Linked DNA regions of Sus scrofa: region 1 is linked to region 2. A link is a contact called in public HiChIP or PLAC-seq data. All regions are on one chromosome and are shown on one strand. Each heading gives the region's core, a stretch centred on a gene start, on an enhancer-like site or on the middle of the called end of the contact. The rest is flanking DNA. Distances are from core to core; before and after follow the strand shown.

What was found. HiChIP or PLAC-seq counts read pairs in DNA pulled down with a chosen protein or histone mark.
Region 1: a contact with region 2 is called in an H3K27ac HiChIP or PLAC-seq map of alveolar macrophages. The contact joins the promoter of HLTF here to the promoter of GYG1 in region 2. A contact is called at or near these places in 2 of 47 Hi-C or Micro-C datasets (fibroblasts and heart right ventricle) and 1 of 2 datasets of contacts at active chromatin or transcription factors (alveolar macrophages).

What each region holds. Positions count from the first base shown.
Region 1 is chr13:89,331,227-89,334,437 of Sscrofa11.1, forward strand. HLTF (helicase-like transcription factor) reads right to left here and starts at 1,788. Exons shown (of 26, transcript XM_003358605.5): 1 at 1,558-1,788; 2 at 193-400. The coding sequence starts at 1,577.
Region 2 is chr13:89,219,533-89,222,683 of Sscrofa11.1, forward strand. It overlaps GYG1 (glycogenin-1), which reads left to right and starts at 1,554. Exons shown (of 7, transcript XM_021069597.1): 1 at 1,554-1,765. The coding sequence starts at 1,759.

The sequences.
Region 1 (3,211 bases), core at 538-3,037, 110 kb after region 2:
AACAGTGCTTTGTATATTGTGACCATGATATAAATGTAAAAGAATGTAAGTAATTAGGTATTTGTTATCTCTTCCCTAGATATATTTCAATTACTTAAATTAAGATATTTACTGCACATATCACCTTCTCACTCTTATTTTCTACATTAATAGATGACATCATATAAACTTAGTATCTAATATTATACTCACTACTCCTGTGTAATAGCGTAGTCCAACTACATGACCTCTCAAAGTACCAAATAAAACTGAATCTAGCTCTTCATCACTCGTTAGGAAGTCATCTGGAGGAATAATATCTTGGAATTCAAAACGTGGAAAGAAAGTTGGATATGAGAGGCGTGGAAAATTTCCATGGACTCCATACTGGACAGTTTGCAAGTACTTCCAAACAGGATCTCTTAAAACAAAACAAAACAAAAACAAAAAACAGGAAAACAATACAATATTTAACCAAATATTTCTCAAAGACTATACCACACTTAAAGGCCAATTGTTTTCTCACACTTCATTTCAAAAAATTAAATCTCATGTGGGAAGGGCTATATGAAGATTAATATATATAGTTCCTCTGGTTAAAGCAGGGATTAAAGTGAGTACAGGTTTCTAGAAACCCTACCTACCTGTTCAATAATGTCTCTTCTGCCCACAGGTACTCAAAGTGAAAACCCCAATAAGGGTTCACAAACCTCTTTCCTAGTGATGATCACCTATTTAAAGTAAAATGTGTGTGATGTCTGCAAATAATTATATGCCAAAATTTCAATAGAGAATGAGCTGGAAGAGACTTGCAAATAAAGGACTATCTATACATGAAGCCATTTATAACTTTACAAGTAATACATCCAACATCCATTACGTGAATTCTCCTCGAAGAGACCCCGCATTTTATTCAGGTATCCAAACCATGTCACAATGGGAAGCTGACATCAAGCCTCCCCTCCCTTGGTTTAAGGGTAACCTCAATTCCCCCATAGATAATTGGAGAGCTGTTTCTGGAACGGGTATGTAACCCAATTTGGACAATGAAGAGAGGAAGCCGGAGAGGGGGCTTTCAGGAAGCTTCTATTATCCTAAGAACGGACTGACGCTATTTCCCCAGCGCTTGGCTTGCACGTCGCGCATACTGCTTCTGGCTCCCCTGCAGATAGATATTTGCACGTCTGTGCACGCACATCAACGGTGAGCTCCTTGAGGATACGGGCTGTCTTATCCGGCCCTTTCTGCCGAGCACAATGCCGAGGGCACAGTGGGTATCTGATGAGTGTCTTGCAGGTCACAATCCCGGCCTAAGAGTGTGGCTTTGAGCCAGGCCCCCTTACAGCCCTTGACAGAAATTTCCCCAAGCCCTGGCATGAGATTCGCCTGAGGAGCCTCCCCTCGCCAGTCAAAACTGTGCATTTCTTTCTCCCGCAGCTATTAAAAGCCGCCAGCAGGACGAACACTGGCTGCACAGCTCGCACGGGTAACGCGAAGGAAACGCGGGGAAGGTCAGGTTCATCTAGGGACGCCGCCAGGCCGTTACCCCCGGTGCCCAACCCCCTCCGCCCCCTTCACCTCTTAAACATCCAGGACATGGCGCTGGGTGGGTGACGAGGGGAACGCTTGGGCGCCCGGGATCGTTCTCGAGCGGCCTCGATAAGTCTCCTTCCAGGGCCCGCGGCCGAGAAGCCGGGGACAGGTTTCTAGAGCCGCGAGCAAGAGCGCACTCCAGAAAGGTGAGACGCCGGGAGCCTAGTCAGACGTCGACGCCGACCCCTTCCAGCAACAATCTGAGAGACAAGTGACGCTTTGTGACTGGCACCGCCTACCTCCAATCCCGAGGAGGAGTTTACGCAGACGAACCAATCAGGGCACGGAGGGGTGGGCAGCTCCGCCCCGCGCAGCGATTCAAAGACTTGGGGGGCTGTCCCCGCTGCAGGGGCGGTTCCATCCGGGTTCTCCCTCAACCCCAAGCTAGTCGCGCGGGAAAGCCACGCGGCCCCAGCAGGCGGACTACGGTGCTTACGGTGTTCGCGTTTCTGATTGATTCCCCGCCTCAAGCAGAGGGCGACCACTGTCTTTTGCACTGTTTCCCTCAAGCCCTAAGCCTCAGCCCCATTCTTCAGGCTCTACCTCAGCCTACCTCGAATTTTCTCTTCATCTGATGTGACATATAGTAGGGTATTCCACTGAATAAGCTCCCGGCTTTAAGAGCCCTGGAGCTACCAACGAGATCCTGTCCTTCATCTTCTGTGGTGAACCCGTGTAGTTGCCCTTAAAATGTGCATTTTAAACCCCGCTAGCTAACCAATGAGACAGACCGGCCTCAGAGAGCATAATTGCAGTTTCGATTTATGGAGTCCCTACCCCCCACCTCTTTTTTAAGAGAAATTTTTCATTCTACTAGAGGAAAGCCATAAAATGAGATGACAGCACAAGAGCTTTATTGGTGACTGCTGGAAGTGGCCAAGTTTCCCCTGGGGGTAAGCTGCTGTCCCTGCGGGGCAGGAAGAAGTTGGTTTTCCGTGGGGAACTGTAGGGGGCACTCCCAAGGGCTCTGTCGCCCTCTTTTGAGAGTCTGAGGAGACTCAGGAGAATTCGGCTTTGAGTGGGTGGGCGAGTGGGCCGGCTGCAGCGCAGGCGCTGTCAGGGCTGGTTCTCTGTCCCCTGGGAGCCTTTTAACTTGTGCAGCAGCAGCCCTAGGGTAACAAGCTGGTGGTGGCCCTGACCTGTGCTTTGGACTTGATATAACTGTAACACAACTGCTTGTGGACCAAAGAGGAAATGTATTTGAGAAAGGGGTTAGTGTTGACCCGTGCCCTTCGAAGAGTGGTCCATTTTACACGTCCATCAGCAGGGTATGACAGGCAGTCAATGAAACAGTTTTTCAAGAGGCATTTGTTGATTAACTTAAACTATCACAATCTGTAAATATGAACCTACAGTAGAATGAGAAAAGAAACTTGCAGCAACTTATTCATTTCACTAAATAGAAGGAAGATGAAGAGAATGGCATTTCAAATTATTTTAGTTATTTTACTTTCTTCTGGAAGTAGTATGAGGCAAAAGGCAATATTGTTCAGTTTTTGATGTGCCAGATCTAAATAACCGATCTATTGGAAAATACGGCAGTAAATGCCTAAATTGAAAATGATTTATGTGTAAAGTTAATAAATTATGTTCGTCAGACTGAAAGATAAAATTGCAAATGTACCAATATAGGTAAACC
Region 2 (3,151 bases), core at 304-2,803:
CACTCTTTTGGCCCCAGAACCATACCCTGCAGAAGCCCCGCCTGGAAAACTAGGCTTACAGCAACATGTGGTTAAGGGTCACTGATGGCAGGAGTGTTCCTGGTTGAAAGATGGAAACCTCATTCATTCAGGTCCACTTCTCAATATGGAAAAGAGCAACTCAGACCTGGAAGCACCACTCTGTTTTTCCCTCCCCACGTAGGTGGAATTCAATATAGCCTTTATATTCCTTAAAGAGCTCCAACTCTTCTAAGCCTACAGGCTTTGAATAAGTGCAAACTCATCCATTGCACCTTCACCCCCACATTTCCACTTCCTGCAAAGGAAGTTTACAATACCCAGAAACCAGGCAGTCTTCCCAAGTGATTCAGTGGTCTCCATGCCATGGTGGGGGTGAGGGAAAAGATTCAAGACAGTTTCCCAAAGGGTGGCATTTAAAATGCTGATTCTTGGGTTCTACATTAAGATTCTGATTCAGGAGTCTGGGCTTGGGACCAAAAAATTCGCATTTTTAATAAGTGCCCCCAAGTGATTCTGATCCAGGCGGTCCAGGCCTACACTTAAAGACACAGTGATAGAATTGGTTTGAGAATGCAATACCACCTTTACAAACAAATCATCTTCTACAGCATTGATTTCATTTTTTCACCTGATTTTGTCAACTTCCTGTTTGGTTTCTATTCAGCATTTACTGAGCAACTATTGTTTGCAGAGAATTGTACCAGCAGCTGCTTTCCCAGTGTGTTTGGGCTGGATGGAAGACATTGGGAGAAAAGTGTAATCACATCAGTGAGCTATTTCTCAACTTCCCGGAAAAAATGACAAATTCACCTTTTCACATTTTGTGAAACAGATAAACCTAAACAACTGTATTACCCAACTACATTTACCATAATTTACTAAGCTTTAGGGTACCAGTCAGTATATGTCAGGGCCTTGCTGTGAGAAGGTCACTTTTGTAAGGAACTGCTATGGTTCAAATCCTACCTTCTCCATGTACATGATATGATCATAGACAAGTAATTTAACTTTTCTGTGCCTGTTTCCTCATCTGTAAAATAAGGCTATAGAACCCAGTTCATTGAATTAACCAGAGAATTAAATGAAACTAAGTGAGGCAGAGGACTCTAAGAATCTAATATACTGAGGATTTATTCTGTTTTTCGGTTAAGGCCTCAAAACCATTGTGAGAACACCAAGAAATGCCCCCAGAGGTTGATTTGGAATTCTAGGTGAAAAAAGTGGAATTAAACTTTATGTTTAACTCAAGCAACTCAGGTGAATTATCCTAACTAGACTGATGTGGAGTTCTTGTTTGTTTTGTAAGATTCCCTAACGCGATTTCTTTGGGATTTCTGTCCCAGTGATGCCACACTCCGCCCCCAAATCCCCCTCCACAAGCCTGGTTCATGTGGGACACGGAAGCCAGTGGTCCTAGGCAGGTGCCCCAGGGGATAAGGACCGGGACCAGGCGGGCTGGGGAGGTGGACCCGGAGCCCAGGCCCAGGGGTGGAAGGGTTTGGTGATGACCTGGGTCGCGCAGCCCAGGGGCCGCCTCTCCCCAGCCGCCCGCTCTTCTGGGAGGATACCAGCGGGCGCCGGGAGCGTGCGCGGCCACGTGACGGCCGCTATAAGAACTCTCCGGGCGGACGCTAGGCTCCAGCCGCGCCTCCTTGCTGGCAGCACTCCCTCTCGGCGCCTGGCTTCTCCAGTCACCAACCTGCGGCTGCGGCGGCCGCCGGCGCGCCCGGGAGCACCATGACAGGTACGCGCCGCGCGGCCCACCGCCGCAGCAGCCCCGGGACCGCGGGCTCCGCGCCCCGCGCGGCCCCTTCACCCCGGACGCCTGCCCCTCCGCCGCGGGGAGCTCCAGGCAGGACGGGGACCGCCGCAAAGTTGCAGGCTGGCCGCAGCCGGGTGTGTCGCTTCCTGCGTCGGCAGCTGCTCCGCACCGCAGGGGCCCGAGCGGCCGTCCAGACCTCGGGGCGCGCCAGGCAGCGCCTGGGCCCTCCGCCGCAGCCCCCGTTCCTGCTTCCGTCTCCTTGCCCTTCCTCCTGCGATCACCGTGAAGGGCGGGTGGAGCAGCTGCAGCGGGGTGCGTGGGGGTGGGGAGCTGGCTTCCTGGGGGCGCCGGTCCCGAGCTCCCGAGCGCACCGGGGTCCTGGGGCGCCGCCCCCACCGCCCGCGGGCAAGGACCCCTGGAAGGGGCGGTGCGAGAAGGGGACTCGGGCGGCCCCGGCTCGGCTCCTCTGCCGCCCGCCCCGGCGCTGGCCGCCACACCGAGCCTATTTTTAGGCCTTTGGGGCTGGGCTGCGGGAAGCCGGAGCCCGGCGAGCGCCCCCGCGAAGCCGACCCTGTGCGGTGGGAGGGCGTCGGCTCACTTGTTGCAAGGTTTCGCTTGGCGAATCTGCCCCCAAGGACCGGGGGGCCCCGAAGTAACTAGTCCTTCCCGTGCTCTTGAGGCTGATAGCGGGGTTATTGCAGCAGTTGAACTGCAGAAGGATTGCAGATGTATCTCAGAGTTCGGCCTTCTCTAAAAAGGTGAACTCCTACTCAGCTGTCATTAGTCTTTCCTGTTCCTTTGCTAGGTCTGGCGATTTAGCTTCTGCTTCTCAGCATTTGTCCTGCTTCATTTGGGCAATCATCCGCATCCCTGGTTCCTGAAATCTTTGAATCCTGCTTACCTTATTAAACTTTTCCCCATGATCTCCTGGAATCAGGACCATTTTTGTATTAAAACATCATTATGCCCCAGATTAAGTACCCTTGGGGCAGGCTGACTGATATGTTGCCATTTTGTGATGGGTTGAAGGAACAAGTACAGGCAGAGGTTGATGGGTATGTCAAGGGACTGATGACCCTGTCCTGAGCTTTCCTCGAGCCGGTGGCCCTCCAGTGTTGGGGAACACCAGTCTTTCTACAGCTCAGCGGAGAGTCCAGTGCTATGCGTGAAGATGGCCCTCATATCCGCAGCTGGGGGTGTGCTGGCCCACTTTGATAACCTCTCACTTCCCTTCACTTCTCAATGGAATTTCCACTGCTTCTAGCCTTCACTTTGGAAAATGGACAAAGAATGAGAAAACCTAAGACAGAGAGTGACTTCATGACAAAATGTCCCAACTCCTGTTTTGGGCAGTGGTACCCCAAATGA